2 separate regions of the Mus musculus genome follow, and region 2 is linked to region 1. The links are chromatin contacts, called in public Hi-C maps. All regions are on one chromosome and are shown on one strand. The core of a region is the stretch at or near the end of the contact, and the rest is flanking DNA. Distances in the headings are between cores, read along the strand shown. Region 1 overlaps Rims2 (regulating synaptic membrane exocytosis 2). Region 2 holds the start of Dcstamp (dendrocyte expressed seven transmembrane protein).

Region 1 (4,981 bases), core at 981-3,480:
TGGCATAACAGGGCTTTGGGGTCAGATAAATGAAGAAAATTGATAAAAATATAAAGGAGCCATTGAAAAGGGCTGACTGATTCTTTAAGATTAATCCATGGCTTCAGAATGGACCAAAACTCGAGTGTCATTGAACTCCAAACCTGATAGATAGTTCTTCACAGCTCTGCTCTTTCACCTGAGGGCCTTTGCTAGGGCACAATGTGTACGACTTCCTCTGAGAACACAGGACTGCTTGGTATCCCTAGACGTGGGCTCTGTAGACACAACATCAAGCATGCAGTGTTACCAGGGGCTTCCACCTGTGCGTTTTCTTCTGGTTTTTGTATCGCTGGTTGTTGTGACAACAGTTTTATAGTTGCTATGAACGAGAGTAAGAAGGTCCGGTAGAACTTTCCAGAGACGATTGGGAAGCTCTTCTTGTCAGAGGTGCCAAGGTTGGATCTACTAGGGAGGAAGGAGGGAAGAGTTTGAACCATCCAATCACCATGTTGGATAGTTCCAGTTCATCTAAGAGTATCTGGGCCACTCCCATAAAGGATTTGTGATCCATACGACCATAATCTCCCCAGACAATGATCTGTTGGCAGAAAACAAAAAAGTAATGTTACTATAGACATGCACATCACAGCAGAGAAACCAATCATAACTAAGACAGGAAAATGTGCTTAGCTAATAAGCTGCTGTCAAGGGTGTCTGATTAATGGCACTGCTGCCTTTAATTCCCAGAAGCCAGAGTGACATTAGGAAAACCGCATAATAGTGTAGGGCAAACTGAGCTGGAGTGTAACTCAGGTTCACGTGTCTGCGTCCTTGGTCTTTCCCTTTAAGGGGAACAGCAACAAGAACAGCTATACAGCACTGGCCACTGCCTTGCAGCTGACAGAGAATTTCAGCCATGACGAACGGGGAAGAAATTCACAGAAGAGATGCTAGACTTACAGTGTGGCTTCATGGCCACCCCTTTCTGTGTCAGAGGTCAGCCGTGAACACGTACCTGTAACACCCTCCCCTGGGGGCTCTCCTCGAAGGACAAGAGCTGCTGGTACAGGGGCTCCAGGGTCTTTCTCGCCACCTTGGTTTTCTTTTTGGCTATGCAGACTCCGTTGTCTAACAGATACACCTTGACATACGGTGCTTGGGAGAAAAGAACAGAGTGAGTGATGAGCAAGACTGTGAAGTACCCAGCACATAGAGGGCAAGCACAATGGCTTCATCTTCACTGAAGAGCTGGCAGCACTCAAGCCACTGGCATGCCTTCCACGTCAGAGCCACAATGGACAGTTGTCAGCCATTCAGTATTAAGTATATTGACATAGCCTGTGAGGGTCTTTTTTCTCTCCACAACTCCTTCTTGTAGAGATTTAAATGTGAATTAAATAAGGCAATATGCATCCACTTACAAACAAGATTCAAGAGCAATGTCTTAGTCTTTAAATTACCAATATTTGGATCTCATTAGACATGTTTGAAATGAGGAGGTTTTTTTTTTTTTTTTTCCACTACCCCACAGGGCTCCCTTACTATTCAAAGCATTTACTAACTGGTAATGGTGTGAGTCCAAGCAGGGATGGGCTCTGAGGTGATACATTCAGAAGGAGCTTGGAAATGCAGCTCACTAGGAATTCTATGCCTACAACCTTCTATGACAGACGCTGAGACATGACATGCGACATTCCCATGTCTCATGCTGTTCATTATGGTGAAGATGTCAACTACTCTCAGAATCTTTACAACGTAATTCTAAAGTGGTACAGTCAGAAACATAACTTTACTTCAAAATTCCTATAAGGATTGAGGAGTTGAGAGAGAAATGCATAATTATGTCAGTGTGGGCTTTGGGAACAGGGACACTTTCAGAATCCACATCTTTATGTGCTGGATCTCTCATGCACCAAGCTATGGCTCCGAGCACCTTGAATTATAATGATGCTTGAAACACGTGGCATCAAGTTATGCCAGAGCCTCTTACATACTGTAGGCCTGAACATTTGTCTTAGAGCAGCCAGCATTCATAGTCTATGGGCCTGTGTAGATCTAGTCTATTTTTATTTTAATTCCAGAACTTGAAGGATGCCTAAGGAAAAAAACTGAAGTTCTCAGTAAACCAAAGAATAACATAAAACAGCAGCTAACTGGAAACTACACTTGCAGCACACACTGTGACAATGTGCCTGAGCAAAGGCGGAGGCCTCCGCTGTGCATGTACTTGTACGCTCCCTTCCCCCTTGTCACTCACAGCTCCCTCAGAATGCTGGCAGACAGCTCAGCCCCCACGCACTGTGACAGCAGAGTTCTCTACTCACTTCTTGATTAAGAAGATCTCGGCAAAGAAAGGCACCATTTACACCAAACGACACAGACATAAGAATAACAGACTCTCTTCTGTTTTACCTGGCAGTGTCTTGGAACCTGGTTTTACCACAAGGCCGCGCGCCCGGATGATTTCTACCTCCAGCTGTCCCTTTTTATCCATCATTCCCACCTGAATGTCACCTGGTGGGCACATAGGAAAGAAAAACAGGATGTAGGAAGAATGCTTGTGCCAAAGAACTCTGGGTCAGACATTCTCCAGATATATTCTTATGTCCGAAGATGATCAGAAATCATTTCATTTTTACAAATGAAAAAACTGAGAACATTTACTGTTAAAACCTAAGACTCTTTTTTCTTGCTGGTAATCTTGTTAAAAGTAGCATGAAATTGAGGGAATGTGACTTTCAGTAATCTAAAGGACAGTGAAGTCATGTGACAGAAAGTCTTACCCATTGCAGGAGTAGCCAGGGTCTGGCGTCCCACTAGCTGAGCAGGGCCCAGGCCATCCAGGAAATCACTGAACTGGCTGTCAGAGGCCAGGCGGACCCCAGGGAAGATCAGACTGAAAGCAGAATGACACGTGGGGTTAAATCCTCAGCCTTCCTTGAGTTTTCTGCTGGCCTTGCTGATGTGGCAAGGCTAAGATGCCACTAATATTCACTGGACCCCAACATCCCACAGCACCTCCCACAGATCTCAGTCCATCTTACACTCTCTCGCCTTCCACGCCTGTCAGCAGAAGCACCTACTACACCATGTGGGCTTCTGGTTATGTGTCTTCTCTGGCTTCGTCTTGGGGGTGGGGACTTTTGTCATGGCATGCTTTGCCATGTTTAATCCTCTTAGCTACACTAAGAGACTCTACTACTTATCTTTTTATGGCTGAAAAAATCTGTATCATTCTCATCAGCATATAAACAGGCCCCCATGCCATCTTACAAAAAAACAAACAAACAAAAAAAAAACCCCAAAACAAACCCAACCCCTTCATGGATTGCACTCTCCTTCCCAGTCCACACCCCTTTCATTCCCTGAATCCTTGGAAAAGCCCTCACTTTTCTCTCTTCCAAAGTACCTCTATGCTTTAATCTCTGCCAGTTCTGCATTAAACACCACAGCTGCATCTTTTTACCTCATGTCTTTTGCATGTGTCTGAGTTGGATGTTTCACCCAACTGAGTGGTGTCTGTGTTGGTGCTGGCCAGCCTAGAGCATCTCTGGCTTAGCCCTCCTCTCTGGACCACACCCTTTCATTCCAACAGTTTAGCTGGCTAACAGGATATCTACTGGGCATAAGGTAACACCATCTCCCAATTGCTCAGCAGTAGGCTCGTCTTTATCTATTATGTCTTCTTCAAAGTTTAAATGTTGAAGCCCTAATCCATAGTGTGCCTAATCCATAGTTTTAAAAAGGGGCCACAGCATAGATAAACATAAACGAAGGTTAAATGAAGTCACAAGGGGTGGGGGTTGGGAAACAATGAAAGAGGAAGGAAGGGACACTGAGAACATGGTGTAAGAAGGTGGCCATGTGTAAAAGAGAATTTCTTGGAATCCAAATCTATTAATTTCTTGATCTTGAACTTTCAGCCTCTAAATTTTGGAAAAACAATATTTTTTAATTTTTAAGCCTATCGTAGTTTATTATGGTAGACCTAACAAATCAATGTCATGTATTTTACTACACACATCCACTGTATGAACAAATCTTACTTAGCCTACTGTCAAAAGAGATGCAGAATCTGATCTCACTAATGCTACATTCTGGTCCCTGTCACCATTATGTTTGTGGTACATTACTGTAACACCTACTGAATGGCCCACTCTTGTGCCTCTCAGCAGTAGTGAGTTGATGATATTAAAGGTCGGTCATTCCACTCACTGTAAAGTGAAGTTTTCTATGTTATAAAACACAAAAGCATTCAACCTCACCCCACACTGGTTCTCCTCATCTGTCTCACTCCCTCTCCCTCCCATGGGGCCACAACTCCCTGCTACGGGCAAACTCTTGCTCAGTGCTTGGCTTTGCTTCAGCTTGGAATGTTCTTCTCCAAACATAGCTGCCTTCCGATCATACTTACATTCCCTCCGTTCCCTTATGGAAAATCCTACCTTCATCCTCTCGCTTGTTTGTTTAAAAATGTCATTCTTAGTAAGTCCTGTTATAGTAGTTTAAATACTGTGGCTCAGACACAGATGAAATGCATGCATAGATCACATAAGTTCTTTATAAAGGTCAACAGGATGGCTCGGTGGGTAAAGGCTCTTGCCACCAAACCTGAAGGTTCAAGATTGATCTCCAAAGGTTCCATGGCCCAAGCTGAGAATGGATCCCAGCAACTTGTTCTCTGATCTGCACATGCACACCACAGCATGAAGGTACTCATTCCTCTCTCTGTCTCTCTCAGTAAATGTAATAAAAATTAAAAAGAAAGAAAGAAAGAAAGAAAGAAAGAAAGAAAGAAAGAAGGAAAGAAAGAAAGGAAGAAAGGAAGGAAGGAAGGAAGGAAGGAAGAAAGAAAGAAAGAAAGAAAGAAAGAAAGAAAGAAAGAAAGAGAGAGAGAAAAAGAAAGAAAGAAAAAAGCTAAGGAAGTAAGTGGGTTCATTTGTCCAGGGACGAAGGGATCTGAAGTCAGGTTTGGGAGGTACTTAGCTGAACCTCCCTC
Region 2 (5,676 bases), core at 2,161-4,660, 66 kb before region 1:
TGTAAAAGGTCACAGAAGCCCTGAAATTGGCAAAATAGATTTCATTGTTAGTAGAACTAGCTTCACTGATTTAGAAAAATAGAGGTGCACAATGTTCCTCAAACCTGTGTGTCTGCCAATGTTCTGACCAGGTGTGTGCCCATTGCTGCACCTCACTGCCAGGTGTTTGTGATATTGGTTGCTGGGAAAGAGTCAGGAAATCTCCCCAGCAACCATAGTAGGGGCCAATCCGGAGTGCTGCACCTTCATTAGACTCTTTCCTTGTTTCCCTCCCATACCCATTTCTTGAGGAATCAATCATTTTAGAATAGATATTGTTTAGATCTGGAAATCCCCTACTCCCCCCTTCTCCTTTCCCCCCTGAGGGCCTATAAAAACTGGGTCCTCTTTCCCCTCGAGGTCGACTCCTCTACCCCTGCGTGGGATATGAGTCATCCCCAGAGCTCTGGCTTTCCCCGAATAAAGCCTCATGTGGTTTGCAACAAGCTCAGTCTATCATGAGTTCTTGGGTGTCTGCTATTGTCCTGAGGCCTGAGCGAGGGGCTCCTTTTGGAGTCTTTCAAGGCCACCATAACAAAATGCCTTAGGGAGAAGCAGGGGATGTTATTTCTTAGAGTTTTGGAAACTGGAAGACCCTGTTCATGGTTTCACAGGAAGAGGCTCTGGTGAGGGCTTTCCTCCAGTGTACAGATAGTTGCTTCCTCTCTGTGTGTTCTCAGGTAGCAGAGCGGGGAGAGGGGAATCAGGGTTTCTCCTCCTTTTTGTCTCTCCTCTCCTTCTTTTTATTTTTCCAGTATGTTATCGTTAATCAAGTATGAAGCCTCCATCTCTCTGTTGGATCAGTTTTGTCTCTCTCTTCAGCGATGGTAAGCCATAACCTATCAGTCACTTTGGGTGAGGTCTCATTAACCTCATCAACTCCCTTAGAGAGTGCACTTCCTTGGACAGCCACACTGGGCACATGCATTCCACACTGGGCACATGCATTCAATGCCCAGCCACCTGTCCTTGGGTGCTGTCTAACTGTTATAAAACATTGGCTCATTCTGACTGATTTTGAGCTCAGTTGCCAGTTTGCACTTGATCTTCTCGAAGGTCATGACTTCCTCCAGTGTTCCCGCCCCTGCTGGCCTTAGCCCACCTCCCAGCCATGCCCTGGGATCTCTTCTCTTCACCTTGTTGCTTGGGGTAGCTTGAGTGTGCTGTAAGCTGATTTCCAGTCTCTGCATCTTGGCATTTCTTTGAGCTCCCTTTGCTTCTCTTGCTTTCTGTGTACCGGACCGAGTCCCTCAGCCTCTATGCTATTTCTGTTGGCAGCTTCTAAAAGCCTCCTTGATCCCTTTAACCTATAATTTCTCTTCATTTTGCTTCCATTATCAATAATGCTTATTGCCTGACTCAACAGCCTTGTCTCTTCAACATAAAGAGCCTGCTTCTTGCTCTTACAGCATCAATTTTCCAAGAGTAAGCACCACTACCTTGCTTTTATCCCTAGCCTACAGTTTGCAACACGCCCCAAGCAGGCAAGCCTTAGCTCAAGTTTACAGCAGAGTGCCACCAGGATCCTGTCTTTCTTTCATAGGGTTAAGGGGACTTTCATGAGACCTAGTTGGGTGGGTGGGTGGGGGGCAGAAAAGAACAGAGCTGTGGTGAAGACCCTGAGTCAAACCCAGTGCCCTGCAGAGCTGCGCAGTCAGTGTATTTAACCTGAGCCCACAGTTACCTGCTTTTATGCAGAGCTGAGTTGTTGCCATAGAAATGGGAACACCAGCCCTTTCCATCTACTCTGCTTATGTAGCTAGAAAACACAGCTGCTGGGGTTTTCTCTGGTACTCTGTGTGTGTGTGTGTGTGTGTGTGTGTGTGTGTGTGTGTGTGTGTGTGTGTGGTGTGTGTGTGTGTGTGTGTGTGTGTGTGCGCGCGCGCGCGCGCGCGAACATGCGCACTACTCCTATTCCTGAGCACTATCCTTTGAACACAAATCAAACTTCAACATCCATGTATGTTTCCTATCTTGCTTCAGATACAAGGTGCAGTAAGATACTATAACACATAGACCATGAAACAGTAACAACTTGCAAGCAAATGGCCTGCCCTGAGAGTGCTCTAGAATGCTCCCCAGTGAGGCACACAGTAGGCCTGCTGCTCTACTGAGGGTGCAAGAGAAAAAGGTCAGGAGCTATGACCTCCAGGACTATTGCTGTTTCTCTCGCTGGCAGAACACTGCCAGCTCATTCTGACCCTGCTTCTGCACAGAATCCAATGGCCTAAACTCAGCCAGCACAGTTTATCTGCAGTCACCCGAGGGAAATTACCCCAATGGGATAATCTGTCATTTCCTCCAGGGCACCTCCAACCAATTCTGCCTCCAGCTTTCTTTGGGACCTGACATGATGTGAAAAGTCATTTGAAAATAAATTCCTGCAAAAGGCAGAGAGAAATTTTGAAAAGGTTCCAGGCATGGAGACAGGATGCCTGCCCTCTAGCTTGTACCTGCCTATATGGGCTGTGTGGCCTTTGATAGGTCATTTCACCTCCTGGGCCTTCAGCTTGCTCCCTGCTGACCCAGTGGTCTCTAGGTGAGAGATGAATGCTAGCCACAAATGCCCGGAATGAGCACTTGGCAGCCACTTCTGAGGCAGAGAATCAAAGCTCGGCTGGCCCTGGGAGTGGGACACAGGAGGAATGAAAGGTGACCGCTCGCCTTTTTCTTATCTTTTTTTATTCCCCCTCTTTCTTGCTTGCTGTTAAGCTCTTGAAACTTTTTATCTTTTGGTTGGGAACACGCTGTTCTCTCAGGCTGCCAAAATAGTGTGAGCGGGAGCTGCAGCCTCCTCTGAGGTGGAACGAATTCCTCATCACTCTGGTTTAGTCATTTTTGCCTTGGGAAAGCCAGCAACTGCATTCTCCAAGAAGGCGGACTTCATCCAGAAGGAGATTAATGGAAGCCTCGGGGTAAACAAAGTAGCAAGTGCAGGACAATTCACCCAGTCACTGTGTGCTGCAAAGCCGGGAGGGAAGCTCTCGGTTGGCCAAGCTGGCTCGCTTTGCCTCAGTGAACCCTACAAACCAGCTCCCATGCTAACCACAGCCAGGACGTCAGGCCAGAGACCCACTCTTCCCAAGACAGGTAGACGTGAGCTACTGGGCCTTCAGCAGGACACCCCTCAGCAGTCTTCCCTGAGCTTGAGAGGCCAGGTACCAGCCCTGAAAAGCTGTCTTCCCATTCCTTCACCACAAAAGCAGATGACTAAGGTAGAAGACAGGTTTAAAAGTACTCTCTGGTCCTGGGGCTGGATTCCTGGATTCCTGGATTCCTGGATTCTTTTAAAAGCAATTTTAGAAGCAAGATTATATTTGAAAGTTTACTTACAAGTTCCGCTTAGGTTCCTCCACAAGCACAAAGCACACCCTTCTGGAAGCTCGTAGGCTTAATATAGGTCAGGGAAAGGGGAACTGGACATGAGAAGGTAGGTGGGCCACATCACCCTGAATCAATCTTCTCATTTCCTCCACAAAGTGACGAAGTTATTTAATGTCATCAAGGGTAAAAACTGGAAAAAGGAGCCACAGGTTTCATTCCAGCACTTTCCTTAGACATTAACCCTAGGAAATAACATAATAGGATATTTTCAAAACAATGAGTTGTAGAAATGAGGACCCCCCCCCATTCTCTTCCTTCCCTTTTTCCTCCCTGCTCACCCCAGCCATGGGGAGGGCAGATTGGTCTTGCCCTCAGGCCCCACCCACAGCTGAAAAGTCAGATTTCTGGATGAGCCCATAGCTCTGAAGCTACTAGGTGATTCCAACGCACACATAGTACTTATCAGCTTAGAAGTTTACTTCTCTGGCTGAAAAGACCATTGTTCTTCAAAAGATGTAGACAAGTCTCAAAAACTTTGTATAAAGCCAGTCAATCAGTCTGTGAAAGTTTTTATGTTAAATGGCTTAGTCGGCCATCATTGGGAGGAGAGGCCCTTGGTCTCGCGAAGATCATACGCTCTAGTACAGGGGAACGCCAGGGCCAGGAAGCGGGAGTGGGTGGGTTGGAGAGCAGGTCTGGGAGAGGGTATAGGGGACTTTGGGGATAGCATTTGAAATGTAAATGAAGAAAATATCTAATAAGAAAAAAATTTAAAAGCAAAAAAATTTACAATTTCTAGGCAAATTCAAATGTCTCTAAGAAGGATGTTGCCTTAAATATTATTACTAATAACAATTTTGATCATATGACTGAGTGAAAAGCTATAGAAATGTCAAGGTATCAAGTCATATTTTCAAAATTATTACCCATATGCATTTGCAAGCTTGTCAGAATTTCAAAGACACACCTACACATTAAGAAGTGACATTTACAATTAATCTCCTGATTAAATTATCGATATTCTCTCTTCTCAAAATGTTTCTTTTATTTATTTCATATGTGCTGTCTGGACTCTTCAACAATGCCAACAGTTTTCCTGTCTCCCTAAAATTTTGGAAGTATTCATTTGGAAATAACTGATAGATCAACAGGTATTTGTTGAAATTCTTTAAAATGCTTAGACACTGAGAGATGTAAAAACCAAATAAAATTCCAAATTCTGATTTTAAAAGACTTGTAATTTATAAGAGAAACAAATATATATGTCTACACACACACACACACACACACACGCACATATATATATATACACTCATATATGTATCTATTTATATATACATGCATACACATATTTTGAAGGCAGGGCAGGTTTAATGAATTGGTTCATTCAGTTGTAGATTTGTAATTCCAAAATCTGCATCCACAATTTTTTTCTTCATTGAAATTTTGGGAGTTTTATTCATTTTGATTCAGTTAAATGCAATTTAATCTGTTGAGGGCAAGTTGAAGCTATGAGACAGAAATGATAGATTATGGGTCCAGGAAAGAGTTGACTTTGGAGCCCAAGGTCACAAGTGATTTCTATGCAGAATTATTTCTTCCTTAGAGGCACGGTCTTCTATTCCTCAACTGAGTAAATTCGGTCTGCCTCTTTGATAGGGTACTTTATGCAAAGTTTATTGATTCAAATCCTAATCTCATTTTTTTTAAAATGTCTTCATGATAGTATATAGAATGTTTGGCCAAACAGCTACGTGTGATGACCTAGCCAAATTTACATTCAAAATTAACAAGCACAACCAGATTGGCATAAATGGAAAAGAAAAATAAAACATAGATTAGTTTGTTTGTTAGCTGGATAAGAACGAGACAAGGAACAGAGGTGATCCTGATCCGGGTCTTTTCTGTAGGAGCCATTTATGTATTGAGACAGTGGCTCAGGGTTCTGACGAGGTGTCAGGATAAGACACCCATTTACTCTGATGATAATTCGAGATGTAATGGGTAAAGACAGGGAACTGAGAATTAGCCAGACAGCACAATTTGGCCTTCCCAACAGCAGGGTCACATTGAACTTGAAACTACGGGGTGAATAGACTTTCTGCAGAACACCCCGTAGGAAATATTGGGACAGGGGCTGAGAGAACAAAGGTCTTCCTTTACCATAAGTGGTTCTCCAGCTAGGAGCACCCATGAACAATCAAGGGGACAGAGCCAGCAGGGGGAGACAGAAAGAAACATCAGATGATGGGGAGAGGTACAGGGCCGCAGCCTGAGTGGTCCTTCCTTTCTGGGACAACTGATCCAAAAGCA

The links. Hi-C and Micro-C count contacts between places; a contact is called where the count stands out from the background.
Region 2: a Hi-C map of cerebral cortex shows a contact between it and region 1, with 2.1 times the contacts expected there. The contact joins the promoter of Dcstamp here to the enhancer-like site in region 1. A contact is called at or near these places in 2 of 39 promoter capture datasets (macrophages and stem cell-derived epiblast-like cells), 8 of 484 Hi-C or Micro-C datasets (the N1E-115 cell line, brain, cerebellar granule neurons and 4 more), 2 of 115 datasets of contacts at active chromatin or transcription factors (both in embryonic stem cells) and 4 of 9 other capture datasets (adipose tissue, embryonic stem cells, liver and 1 more).

The regions. Positions count from the first base shown.
Region 1 is chr15:39,677,145-39,682,125 of GRCm38.p6, reverse strand. It overlaps Rims2 (regulating synaptic membrane exocytosis 2), which reads right to left. Exons shown (of 27, transcript NM_053271.2): 24 at 2,766-2,878; 25 at 2,395-2,496; 26 at 998-1,137; 27 at 1-580. The coding sequence ends at 362. Among named protein-coding and RNA genes, the nearest start is that of Dcstamp, 66 kb to the left of the region's middle. Within about 2 kb of position 2,230, at least 16 of the 459 cell types and tissues checked have an H3K27ac peak or open chromatin away from gene starts, as enhancers often do. A contact at or near this core is called in cerebral cortex, where this site is marked.
Region 2 is chr15:39,743,664-39,749,339 of GRCm38.p6, reverse strand. It overlaps Dcstamp (dendrocyte expressed seven transmembrane protein), which reads right to left and starts at 3,410. Exons shown (of 4, transcript NM_029422.4): 1 at 3,373-3,410.